Linked DNA regions of Lactuca sativa: region 2 is linked to region 1. The links are chromatin contacts, called in public Hi-C maps. All regions are on one chromosome and are shown on one strand. The core of a region is the stretch at or near the end of the contact, and the rest is flanking DNA. Distances in the headings are between cores, read along the strand shown.

Region 1 (7,053 bases), core at 502-3,001:
AGTGAATTTTCCAACCTGCAAACAAAACCAACAACTAGTTATAATAATAATAATAATAATAATAATAATAATAATAATAATAATAATAATGTAACTAGTTATAGAAATTAAATTAAGAACCTTTTCCCCCATGGCATCTTGTATGAGGACGGTATCCCCAGACATCCTGCCAACAACCTCCCCTGTGTTTGTTTCCTTGTCAAAGAAGGACACATCTTGTCTCAATATGGTTTTTAGATACAGATTCCTTATTCTTGCAGCCTGTCTTTCTCCCGTTACCATCCACATTGACACCTCTACATACGTACATACATAACATGCCTAATTAGAAAAAGCTGATATATAGATCCATATAACCAAGTTTTAAGAAATAGCTAGGATTTGATCTACTTACGGAAGAAGGCTGCCAAACCAGCCCCAATAGCCAGGTAAACAAATTTCAGCGATACCTAACAATTAATAATACTTGTACTTTGTCATAAAACATTCTGCCTAGCCCACCAATAACCAATTAAACATACATATAAGCTATACGTACCTTGGAAACAACACGGACGACATCGTCGTTATTCTGGTTCTCACCAAAAGAATCTATAAGGTCGCCGAAAAGAATAGTCATGAGGGGCATGCAAGCTCCATTACCGATGGCGCCTATGGTACCAGCGATCATCAGCATGTAATCAGTGGAATCAGCAAAAGCAAACAGCTTGTAGAATGGGACACTATTGGCATTGGGGGTCTCTTTTTCTTTTTTCCTGTTTGATCGGGATTCTTGTTCAGGTTGTAAACCATCACCATCACCATCAGCGCCGTCGGTGGTGGTGGTGGAGTTAGAGGGCTCGTCCTTTTCCTTTCCTTTACCACCGGAGCTCATCCTGTAGACTCCGTTCAAGTGCTAGATTTGCAGCCAAAATGATGTACCACCTGTCTGTAGAAAAAAAATTAAAAAAAAATAAAAATCAGAATGCAAATATCGGGAAATCAAATCCGAGTTAATTTTTAGTAACAAAAAGAGTAAAGTGAAACAAAACTAAAAGAAGGAATATCTACTGTAAAGCAAGGCAGGGAAAGTGTGAAGGAAAAGTAAACGGACCGGATCATGGAAATGCCATGAATGAAAGTAAGACGTACCAGACAGAGCAATAAGACATTAAACGAGGCAAATGATGTTAATCAGATTAGATTAGATGGTTTTAGGGTTTGACTCACGTTGCGTAATTCCAACGGATGAAACAGATCCAGATGCCAAACCGAATCCGAATTGATCAAATAAATAAATAAATAAAATTATTTATCTGCGGAGGCAGAGTCAGGTGAAAGAGACGATCGATGTTAAAAGAAAACCCAGCTTGTGATATAGGAGTATGTATATTATGAATGGACTGATAGATACATAAGGTGATGGTTTGTTTTCCATTCCCTCTATATCACACAATCCATGAGAAAATAAATAGAAAATTTAAAGTTGCTGCTAAAATATAAGAAATCAGAGCTCACAGTGTAATTAGTTTATGATTGGATGAAGGTGGGAGGGAGTTGCAGAGCAAGCAGTTGTAGAACCTTGGATGACGAAAAAGCAAGAATACATGTACATATATATATATATTTTATATATGTAAGGGTGGGTGGGGAATTGCCAATTTGCCAAGACATTGAATGTCATCATCAAAACCAAAGAAAAGAGGAAGAGAGAGAGAGATAAGATTTCCTTGAAGAGCACGGCTGGAGAGAGGCTGGTCAAAGCTTCACATGATTTTCTCCCTTGGATTTAGGATACTCAATTATTCAATTAGCATCTCCTTTCATAGCATCTCCTTTTATGAAAGGAGGTTGATTCTTCCACTGCAACTATTAATCCATCCACTTAAATTCATATATCTTTCCAGTTTTACCCTTATCTAATTAACCATTTTAATATGGGCTGATACTTACTTACCATTTTTAATTAACATTAAGGGTATGTTTGACGTATTAGTTGAAAAACTAGCTGTTAAATAAAAAGCTAGTTTCTAGCTGAAAAGTTAACTGATAAAAAAATAACGTTTGGTAAAACTAGCTGAAATATATAAAATTACATAAAAAGACATGTAAGAGTATGTATTTTTATAATTAATTAAGAGGTGTATTTGGAAAATTTTAAAAAGGCTCATAAAAAGCTAGTCTAAGTAGCTTTACCAAACACGACAACATAAAAAACTCGAAAAATAAGCTAGCTTATCAGCTAGCTTTGGCGCGCCAAACACAACCTAAAACTTGTAAAATATTTTTTTCCTTGTATTTGGGACTCATTTAAACGACCTGAACTAACCTTTTTTTTTAATTTTTTTTATTTCTTCTTTGTTATTCTTTACATCGCAGAGTCATTTTATATTTAATTTTTCTAATACCTAATTCCTTTTAAGAAGTAAAGATCCAGCCTCATTTGAATAAAAAGATTTTCTAATCATTTTTTGATAAATATATTAATTAGATAAACTATTATTACACATCCAATCACTTAACAAAATAAATACAACTTCAAATTAATATATATCAAATCACAAATAAAGTATTGTCCAATAAAAATATTTAAATTACTAGTTCGACATATAACTGATTTCTTAGTGTTGGAAAGTATCTTGAAGATGGAATGGTTGAAGAGAAAAATTGATAAGCGATCAGTCTGAATATTTTTATTGGACAATAATATATTTGCGATTTTATATACCATAGTTTGAAGTTGGAATTTTTTTGTTAAAAAAAGATACTATCTTAAAAAGATAATATATTTTTTTAATTTGTATAAAAGAAATAATATTAGTGTATATAACGACAAAGATTAAAAATAATAATTTTCGATTTTATATACATTTGTTTGAAGTTGTAATATGTTGATTCTTTTTTTTTTTTTTGTAGAATGCTCGTTAGAAAAATAATATTTTTTGATTTTATAACCCCTCCTAGAAAATAAAGATGATAGTATAAAAGTAATAAAAAAACAAAAGATAATTATGTATTAAAACAAATATAGATATTTTAATATTGGTGTAAATAATGGCAAAGATGAAAAAATAAATTAGCCTATAGCCCTATATCATTTAAGGGGCGCTAAGTGTTGGGAAAAAAAAAAGACAATTTACATGATATTAACTTAATCCGGTATATAACATATCTTTTATTTTTAATATCAGCTAGGGAAGAACCCCGCTTTACGGGGTTGGATATGCCAAAAAAACGGATGAATCGCAAAGATTTAAAACAAAAAAAAGAAAGAAAAGAAAAACATGTAGATTAGTCGCTTATTTTGAAATTCCATCGCCACTATAGCTCTGTACCTTCTTTCACCTTTTTTTTTCACATTTCTAGATACCGAATCTTGACCTAAGAATGTTGGAAATGGAAGGAGTAATTTAACATTTAACTTGAGTATAAAGGTTAAAAGGGAAAAGAAGCTTATATAATAAGTAGAAGTAAGGAAAAGAAGATAGCTAACTTAGAAGTTGTTTACCATAATTGATCTGGTTTTAATAGTTCATTACTATAACAATAACAATGAACTTTATAATATTAAACGTATCTGTTTTTTTTTTAATTTTGAAACTAAAATATTGCATTGTACTTCTCAAATGATCATATTAAGACATCCTACTTTGATCTTAAGGAATGGAGAGGTTTATAGTTGCTTTTCTCTGTTGGATTAAGTGTCTAAGCCCATAACTATTTTGGTATGTACTTGACCCGATTATGAGCATGATCCTTTTGGGTTGTCTTCACCATAGCAACTGATATGATGAATTAAGGAGAAAGAGGATTAATTATAATTTACTAATATATTATAAGAATAATATATTAAAGGACAAATCACATTGTTTAATTAATATTAGTTAAGAATTAATTAAGAATTAATTTTGTGGCTAAAAGAGATTAATTAAATAAAGGGTACTGATACTGTAATTATAAGATAGTTACAAAGTTCGGCTTAGGATCCATAAAGGAAGCATGGACGAATTCTATATGGAGGTCCATATAGAAATCGTCCAAGGGCCTTCTGGAAGGGTCTTTGGGCTGCTTAAGGATTAAGCAGTTGGATTAGGGTTTCCTAGTTGGTAACCCTAGAAGCCTAAGTATAAATGGAACCCTTGGGCAAGCTAAAAACATCCCTAAACTTCTAAGAGAAACCCTAGAACATTTTTGGTGCCTCTTCCCTTTCTCCTTGTTCGTCTTGTTGCTTATGGTGTTTTTGACTCCATTAAAGGTGCAACATTTGAGACACTAAGCTTTCAGAAGTCAAGATTAAGAAGTTTTGTGATTGTTATTGCTACATAACAATCAAGGTAAGATCTAAACCCTAATCATATGTTAATTTCAATTATAGTATGCTAGATCTAAGGTTTATGAGCTTTGGATGATTATTGCATGTACAACTAGATAAACTAGATCCAAAGCTTTAGGGTTTGCATGTACACCATAGAATTAATATAATGCTCAAAACCCATCAGTGGTATCAGAGCCTAGACTATTTATCTAATGTATTTGATGCTATGTTTGATCATTCAAAGATGAAAAAAATTTCGTTTTTTGGGTTCTGACAAGGCTCACGACGTGAGCTCAGTTCTGACGGCCAATCTCGAAATTTTTGCCATATTTTGATTTGGATAATTACCATAAATTGTTTTTCCAGATAAAATCCGCTTTTTTTTTCATTATGGTATTGATTACCCTAATCCAAATAGTAGATAATTGTCAAAATTAAGATAATTACTTGTTTTATAAGATAAAGATTAATTATTTGTAGTTTTGATTTGAATTATCTTGTAAGGAAATTGAATTAGGTCAAATTTAGACAATCACTAATTATTTGATTAATTGAATTATTTGTAATTTGATCTAGGAAGTTTTGAAAAGTTTCAAAACTTGTCCTCAAGTTTTGGAATTTAAATTTTTGATTAAAAGTTTAATTTTGAAATATTTAAATTCTAATCCCTACAGTTTTGAAAAGTTTCAAAATTTGTCCTCAAGTTTTGGAATTTAACATTTAAGTAAAAAGTATTAATTTTGAAAATATTAAATTCTAAACCCTAGTATTTTGAAAAGTTCAAATTACACCCTTATGATTTTATTAAATTAATTAAGTGTATAATTGAAAGAGAGTTAATAAATCCATAATGAGATGGTTTGTATTTAATTAAATTAAAAGTATAATTTTGTTAAATTAGACCACATAGTACTTTAAAAGTGTAAAATACACCCTTATACTATATAAAATTAAAAGTCTAATATATTATATAAGTATAAGTAAAAGGCCAGTCTTACCGTTAGTAGGCTTCATTCACGAAGCTATTCTATAAGGGGTGCTTAAGGAAATTGCCTATAAAATGGCGATTGAATGGGTATCCACTCTTACCCACCGCACTCTTGACTAGTGGAGGGTCGTTAGCCGAACGGGTAGGATATGACACAACCTTCCATTATAAGTATAATGAAATACGAAGTAACTAAATGCTTTTATAAATTCCTAAATCTTAGTTACTTTAGGAAAAATGTGGAGTTGGTGCTAATCCATGATATTACACATTGCACCTTGTTGGTCGTTAGTGGAGCGTGTGTGGTTAACCGACACACTAATATGGGACCAATGAAGAATGGAAATGGGTGGCTCGTAGATTATCACAGATCAATGGAGTGTGTTTGTTTAACCGACACATTGATTAGGTGATAAACGTCTTCGATAGTACCAAGCTAATTTGCATGGTTATCCACACCTTGTTTGTGATCCTCGACATCCCAGTCACAAACTTGAAGGGCATAATCGAGATTAAACATGCCATTGAAAAGTTCAATGAATCTCAAAAGATCTAGGAGTTTCAATTCATTTAAAACTTAAATTTCCTTTTCGTTTTTCATGGTGAAAATCGGTAAATTGTCATTTACCTACCTTCAAATGTTTTGCAACTAGATTACAACATCCCTCTTCCGAGTTGTAGAATATTGTGTTGGGTCCTAGCCTTAATATCTCATTTGGGTGTTTTATTAAGGACTCAATCAACTAACTTGAATTTTCTCCCATTTTGTAGATGTCTGATTCTAACTATGGTTCTCCCAAATCCCATGGAAAAAGCTTTCCACTTGAAGATGATGTTCCACGATTGGATTGTGGAAATAGAAATCATGTTTCACTTCCTCCACCTGCTCCAATTATTCTTCCCGACCCACGTGTTCGAAGACTTGAAAAGTTCAAGGTCACTCAAGCCCTATTGGCAAAAAGACACGAAGATGGAAAGCATGTGTGTGCACATGTTTGGGAAACCCTTGGATGGCCAGAAACACTTTGAAATTCATCGAGTGATTTAAAAGTACTTCTTTCTATCTCCATTCTATATCAGAAGTATCGAGTTTAACCATGTGGTTACTTTTCAGATTCATCTTTACATAATTTTTACTTGTAAGACAACTTATTTAAGAACCTCCCTTGATGTTAGTCTTTGTCGTTGAGATTTAATATTCTATTTGTTTTGTTGAAGAAGCAATAAAACCGTACCTTTTTGTCATCAATAGACTCCAAGAGCTTGTATTAAATTACCAATTGGAGCCCTTTCAACAGAAAAAGCCCTGCCAAGAAAGATGAACATGGATGTGAAAAGAACACAATCAACCTAAAATTTCCTAAAAGTCTTATTTAACTGTAGAAAAATTCATAACTAATTCGAAGGGTTTTCCTATTTCACCTGTGATTGATCTTCACCATGTAGAAGACATGTTTAACTAAAGTATGATCGCTTTCCACATCTCTATAAGAATCTCTTATAACCATATTAGCATCATTTTTCAAATTCCTCTAAAAGAAAGTAAAAATTAATGTCTTGAATGAGAACGAAGGCAGTCTGGTTTCATTTTTCGTACCCATAATCGACTAACACCTAAATTACTAATGCTAATTAGAGGTACAAAAACTTAAGAATACGTAAGAGGGAGAGGGGATAAGGGTTTTTTACTCAAGATATCAAAAGGTAGGGGTGGTATATATCGATTCTAATGTAGCTTTTCCCTGAAGATCATCAAGCACAATCGATTGAG
Region 2 (7,004 bases), core at 1,944-4,443, 310 kb after region 1:
TTTTCTACCCTATGTTCTCATCAGTCTTTTTTTTTCTTATAATCTATCATTGGACCGTCCTGTTTTGCATGTGGATTGTACTATTTTGGACACGTGTTCTGCTCCGATGCTTTCATCAGGTTACTCTAATTCAATCCGGATTAGTCCACCGCCTCAACTACGTTTTTAATCCTCATCTCCGCCGCTTTATTCAACTGAAGTTTAGCCCCCCAAAAAAACAATTTCGTTCGGCAGCATGGAACCATCGACGCAATGCTTTGCAAGGTCTCGCTTCTTTTACATTGTCTTATCTACCTTTGCTCAAGTACACTTAATGGCTGACCAGTAAGATTTGTGGACTTTTCTTTGGCTGACAATTGCAGGTTTTATTCTTAAAATGTTTGATGTTTGATTTACTTCATCGCTGTTTGATTTTGATTCTTCTTTACATATCCAAGTTCCGCAACGAATGGAATTTATCGGATTTCTTCCGGTTGACCGGACCCAAAGTCGAAATCAAATAAATTGCAGACAGACATCAGTTGTTCAAGTGCGTTTTCCATCATCTCCTCTCTATATTTCTAAAATTCAAATCCAAAGAAGATAAAAGTTCAGTCGATTTCGATTAGTATGAAATTCCATGAACCACTGCACAAGTCATTTTTCTCTAAAGCACTACAATCTACTTTCTTATTGTTGAACTTTTAGGCTATCTTTTTGACTTTTAGGAAAGAAATATGATTTCACATGTCTCAAATTGGAAATTGTACTGTGAAAAAAAATATGAACCTAAAAAAAGTAAAAGTCAAAATGATGCCAAAAAAACTTTTAAATGATCGGGGGCATAATGGTCAATAAACTGCATGGGCTACTTCACCTTCATAGTTCCAATCATGCAAGAAGCTTCTTATGTTCCGATCTTGCTAACTTTGGTAGCTTCATTCACAAAAAAACAAAAAATAAATAAATAAATAAATCTTCAATTTACATATGTTTCGAAATTAGCAATCAATAAATGTTTATTTTTGTTGTAATAATACCTCAAATTAACAAAAAAGCAACCGATGAATAACTTGAAGATCGTTTTGAACAGACATTGGGCTTGAAGCGCATAAATAATATCAAATAAAATTATAATAGTTAAAAGACAACAAATAATAGTTAATATATGCTTTAATGATGAGTTGGTTTTTTCAAGAAGTAGAAAGCAAAAATGAAAAAAAAAAAAAAAAAGAACAAAAAACATACATTTTTGATGGATAAAGATTAATGTGACCTTTTTGTAACCGTGATGGGATACACAACAAATATATTATATCCACTCTTGAAAAACAAATTGCACCCAAAACCTGTAATATCAAGTGATATTTCAATCATATGTTCCATTTATGTCCACATAGAAGCAAAAAAAGCTCACGGACCTCATATGTTAGTCTAAAAAAATGAATCCTTCAACTAACAATGAGATTCAAAAGAACCTGTAATATAGCTGCATGATTCACGTATAGTGTTGTCACCGAATTTTTGCCGAAGTCTTTTACATTTGTTGGAGTAAATCGTAGAGCCTGTTCATTAGTAATATATTGTTATTCAAATTAGATTTCAATACACAAGGATAACAACACTATTTTTTATTAGTTCACGACCCACCATCAAATATGAAAAAATCCATCCATTTAAATGGCTTATGCAAACCAATTGAAGGAAATTAACATTGTGTACTGAAAATGAAAATGGTTTGTGTGAATAGAAAGTTCTTATTTCAATAAAATGTCATAAATCATAATAACTAAAAAACTAATGGAACAAATGGTGAGACTTTACCTCTTTTGTATAAAGTCAAGTTTCCATCTCTTTTAGATGAGTGTTAGAAAACGCAGAATTAAACCTTCAAAAAAAACCCAAAATCAAATTCACTACCTACTATTCTAGCAGGTCGATTATACGAAGTTCATTCCAAACAGGCCTAAGAAGTCGGAGTATATATCGACGAAATTTGGGGGAGGAGATATCGAGTTTACCTCTTCTGTCTAAAATCAGGTTTCCATCTTCAGTTCTTTTAAAACCCAAGATTAAACTTTCAATAAAACCCCAAAATCGAATCCAATACCTACTCTTCTGGCAAGTCGATTATACGCTAGGGTTTTCCAGACCATGTGCTTAAGCCCCAAATCTTGGAACTAACATGTGGAGATCTTTTCCAACAATCGCTTGCTGTGGAGGGTACACTGGTCAAAAATTAGACATACCGACAACGACAAAACTGGGGGATCATATCGAAGGAACCTTGATACGGCCCGGAACAGTAACCGATTATTGTGCTCTCGGGAGAAAATATGAAAGAAATGGAGAGTATAGATGAAAAGTAGAGGAGAAGCGGTGGAGGAGGATATAGTAGGGAAATTGGAAGCTAATTAAACTTTTAATGATTTTTATTTACCTGCATAGCTCTAATTATGGTACCAATAAAGGGCATAGAATCATGGGACTCAGATGCAACGATTGTTGGAGAACATTCATAGAAAAAGTAAGTTGGATCAACGGTGTCAGCGGTGAAGGCATGCGTGAGCGCGATGGCGGCGAGACGAACAACGAAGAACAAAATGAGGAGTAAAACGAAGGAGGCGATAGCGGTTGACAATGGAATCGAACCTGGATTGCAGAGTAGGGTTTGTGGAGCGGTCGAATTGATTCGCTTGGTGGAGATGCTCGCTGGAATTCAGCGATTGAAGTGGCGGGGGTGAGCGTCAGAGGCAATGATGGTAGCGATGTTGAACTAACCCCTGTGAATTTAGGGCAAAATAGAATGTGGGAGACGTAAAGCTGAAAGAGAATTGAGGAGACTGGAGCCGGGAAATCGAGATCAAAGGCTGTGGAGGATGACTCGACAATATAAGAGAAAGAAAAAAGAAACACGTATATGGTGACAAAACGTATGAGCAAATTGACACGCACGTGTCCAAGACACCCAACATGACTACCCCACCTACAAAAAAAGATAGGATAGAATTTAAAAAAAAAAAAAAAAAAAACCAAACAATTAAACCCACTCAAATAACAATGTTACACAAAAAGTAAATACAAAAGAAATTCAGCCAATAGAATAGAGTTAATGTTCATGTACTTCAAAATTAATATATATAGAAAGATATTTAATTTCTCAATAATAAATCCACCTAATCAGTAAATTATTCCAAAATAAAAGGGTTTTTTAGGCAATTCCTTCGGAAAACATCCCAGTCATCGCATCCAAAGTATCTCATTTTCCCCTCATTTTCCTCTTGTGTTTTGCCCCCGATTCCAATCCAAAGGGCAGCCGGCAGAAGGCAGGGGATCAGTTTGTATGTAGTTTGCGGTGTATAATGGAAGCAGATCCATTTCTAGGTTTCTACCCAAACAGAGGTGACATCAATGTCGCTGACGGTAGCCCTAGCCTCTCCGATTTCTCCTTTACGCCGTTTCCAGAACATCAAGACAATATAGAAGCACAATACACACTTGACAATTCCTGTCAAGATTCCTCTTTGCCAATTGTTTCATATACTTCCCTCCTCCTCCTCGATCATTCTAAGTCTAAGAAACACAAGTTTCACCGCTGCAAGACCGCACCTGCCATGGTCGTTATGCCTGAAAACCTGGAGAAATCAAGCGACCCCAAACCCTCTCAAGCCGATTCTGCTTCACTTGTCAGACAAGCTTCCCTTCTGCTGGTCATCTACCTCTCTTTGGGTGTCAGCATCTACTACTTCAACAGAGATCATTTCTCAGGGCTGGAAACCCATCCAATCGTGGACGCCCTATACTTCTGCATTGTGACTATGTGCACCATCGGGTATGGCGACATTGCGCCTGTGACGCCATCTGCAAAACTCTTCTCCTGCTTCTTTGTGTTGGTAGGTTTCGGGTTTATTGATATAATGTTGTCTGGGGTTGTGAATTACGTCCTGGATCTGCAAGAGAAGATGATATTGAATAGCACTAAAATGAATCACGGAGATGCAGGTGGTCACCACGTGGAAGAAAGGAGATTCTCTCCGATAGACTACGTATTTGATTTTGCAAAAGGGAGGATGAGGATCAGGTTGAAGGTTGGGCTGGCTTTGGGTGTGGTTCTTTTAAGTATAGGTTTGGGGACGCTGGTGTTATACTCTGTGGAAGGTCTGGATTGGATTGATTCGTTATACCTGTCTGTTCTTTCGGTGACTACAGTTGGGTATGGAGACAGGGCATTCAGAACCCTTCCTGGAAGATTGTTTGCATCGTTTTGGCTTCTCTTCTCGACTCTGATGGTGGCGCGTGCCTTTTTGTATTTAGCCGAGGCCAGAATCCATAAGAGGCATAGGAGAATAGCCAATTGGGTTTTGCACCGTCAAATCACTGTCAAGGACTTGTTAGCTGCTGACATCAATAACAATGGCTTCCTTAGGTTGGTTTGTATCTCTATCTCCATCTCCATCTCCATGTATTGTTGAGTTTCCCTATAAACCTTCTTTTCCTACATATCACATATTTAGAGTAATCTATATGTACTCCAATTCAATGAAAGGACTCTAACTACAGCCCTAGGTCAAACCTTATATAATATGGTTCACTAATAAAAATTGTTAGGGATCCATACATTGGTCTAGGGATGGGAACCTGGTTTGAAATGACATGCTTGGTTTTTTTTCATTGACCACATATGATACAATTTTTATATAATTTGGTTTTCAGGAGAATGGGTTTAATTATTATAGGCAATCATTGATTTGTTTCAGTCACTTTATAATATAATTTTGAATCATCCCTCTTAACAAAAAAAAAAAAAAAAAAAAAAAAAAAAAAAACATTGATAAAGAAGATAGCATGTGAAGTGTGAACCACCAACAATCATAGGAATCTAAGGCACCTAACTCTTTTTATCTTTTTATATTTTGGGATGGAAACATAAATAGATACTGATAACCGCTTGTTTGGTGGTGATGGTGAAAGTAGGGAAACGTAAGTAAAGATGCTATAAGTGCTTGCGTTTAAAGTATTGATTGTTGCTTGTATTGGAAATTTGGTTGAGTAAATAATAATTTTATGATATTTGGAAATGCAGCAAATCTGAATACATCGTGTTTAAGCTGAAAGAAATGGGGAAGATCGAAGAGAGAGAGATATTGGAGATATGCAAGCAGTTCAACAAGCTTGATGGCACCAATTCTGGGAAGATAACACTACGACGTCTGTTGGCAGGTCGCAACATTTAGTTTATTCTTGATTCCAAGTCCAAGCAATTGTTGTCACAACAATAAGTTCTAAAAGGAAAAATGTACAAATGGATGTAATTAATGGTAATGTAGGGAAGATTATATTGGTGGAACCAGTAGCACAAAATATATTAAATTTTGTCCATTAAATATTAGAGGAAACCGTCCATACACATTACCTAATAAACCCTTGTATAATTGTGTTTATATTTCCAACCATTTTTGTAGCTATAGATCCCCATAAACATAAAGACTACCCATTAGTTTTTTGGTGTTTTGAATATCCGTTCATTCACGCTCACTATCTTTATGGATTGTTCCTGGCATAACAAATATTGTTCGGAAACCATAGACTGGCTCACAACGAGCTTGTATCCACAAAATCTTAGTGGCTATTCAGGAGAGGTAGCAAATCTGGCATTCATTCTGTCTTTTTATCTTACACGACACAAATTAATTTTTCTTAAGCAGAACAAGACAAGACACAATATTATGTTGTTGTTCGTTAACACAAACACGACACAATAAAAACAAGGCAAAAATGAAAAGACGATAACACGACAAAAAACAACAAAAAATAAAAATTTGCATAATACCATTAAGTTCTTGTAAAAAATAATTTAAAATTGAAAAACACGACACAAATGCAACATTTCGTGTTATTAGCGTCTCGAATTTTGAACACGAACACGACACGACTTTGTGTTTCTTATATATGATACGAACATGACACAAACATGAATTCGAAATTCGATTTTTTCCCAATATTTTTATTGTGTCATGTCAACTTTGTCACCTTTACTATCTAGTGTTGGAACTTTGTTAAATGGAAAACACTCTCTTTGGGACTTGTCCCACATTGGAAGAAAGAGGAAACTTATACTTCCTTAAAAAACCTCTTACTAGTTGTTTACTAATTAGATCAAAGACTTGGACTAGAGGGAGTGGGTTGGATTTGGTGATTGGGCTAGTCAAATTGATCTTGAAAACTTATATTAATATATATATTTAATGGTCAAAGATTGGCCTTGGGCCTTGTCTTGGGGTCTCATTGACTAGTTACAATATATATATATATATATATATATATATATATATATATATATATATATATATATATATATATATATATATTGTATATATATATATATATATATATATATATATATATATATATATATTGTAACTGTTTTGACAGTTATTTTCGGTTAGCAGTTTTGGAGGGAAAAAACCTGTCAATCTATATGTATAAATAGATCACCAAAGACCAGATTTCGGGTTCAGAAAAATTGGATACATATTCCTCTTATAACTTCGTACTCAAAATACAATGAAGGGAACATAGAGAATTTTGTCAGAATCAAGAGAAGTTCTTGGTTGATTGTTGTATCCTCTAGACAGATCCCTACCAGGGAAATTTCTGTCTTAGGACACTGCAATTTGTAGGCCTCAATCTACATAATTTCGTTTTTTGTGTTTCTATTGTAAACATAAACCATCAAGTATGTTTTCTGTAAACTGATTCTTGTATATTTCATATATATATTTCAATTTTGTTTGTTTTATTCCTAGTAATCTTGTTGATTGTATACTTTTGTCATAACATTTAGCAAAGGGGTACCCAACCCTCCGATGCAATCCTCCTCAATATTTTCACATTTACACTTGTGTCGGCACACAAACATACCACAATAGTTCGATCAGAGATGGGATTGTGAGGTTTTTGTATGTTGGTTCCTAAAGAGGCTAACCACTATCAATCAGCGAGCATTGAAAGTTGCACCACCAATG

The links. A called contact is a pair of places that touch in the nucleus more often than the background predicts.
Region 2: a contact with region 1 is called in a Hi-C map of leaf, with 5 times the contacts expected there. The contact joins the promoter of LOC111908775 here to the promoter of LOC111908773 in region 1. A contact is called at or near these places in 2 of 4 Hi-C or Micro-C datasets (bud and leaf).

What each region holds. Positions count from the first base shown.
Region 1 is chr9:482,291-489,343 of Lsat_Salinas_v11, forward strand. It overlaps LOC111908773 (ABC transporter B family member 11-like), which reads right to left and starts at 1,752. Exons shown (of 11, transcript XM_052767598.1): 1 at 1,498-1,752; 2 at 539-928; 3 at 395-449; 4 at 121-296; 5 at 1-15. The coding sequence starts at 874.
Region 2 is chr9:794,717-801,720 of Lsat_Salinas_v11, forward strand. It overlaps LOC111908775 (two-pore potassium channel 5), which reads left to right and starts at 3,194. Exons shown (of 2, transcript XM_023904583.3): 1 at 3,194-4,405; 2 at 5,063-5,444. The coding sequence starts at 3,342. The coding sequence ends at 5,213. LOC111908776 (a long non-coding RNA gene) reads right to left here and starts at 3,010. Exons shown (of 6, transcript XR_008226299.1): 1 at 2,001-3,010; 2 at 1,804-1,867; 3 at 1,630-1,700; 4 at 1,020-1,544; 5 at 857-915; 6 at 1-560.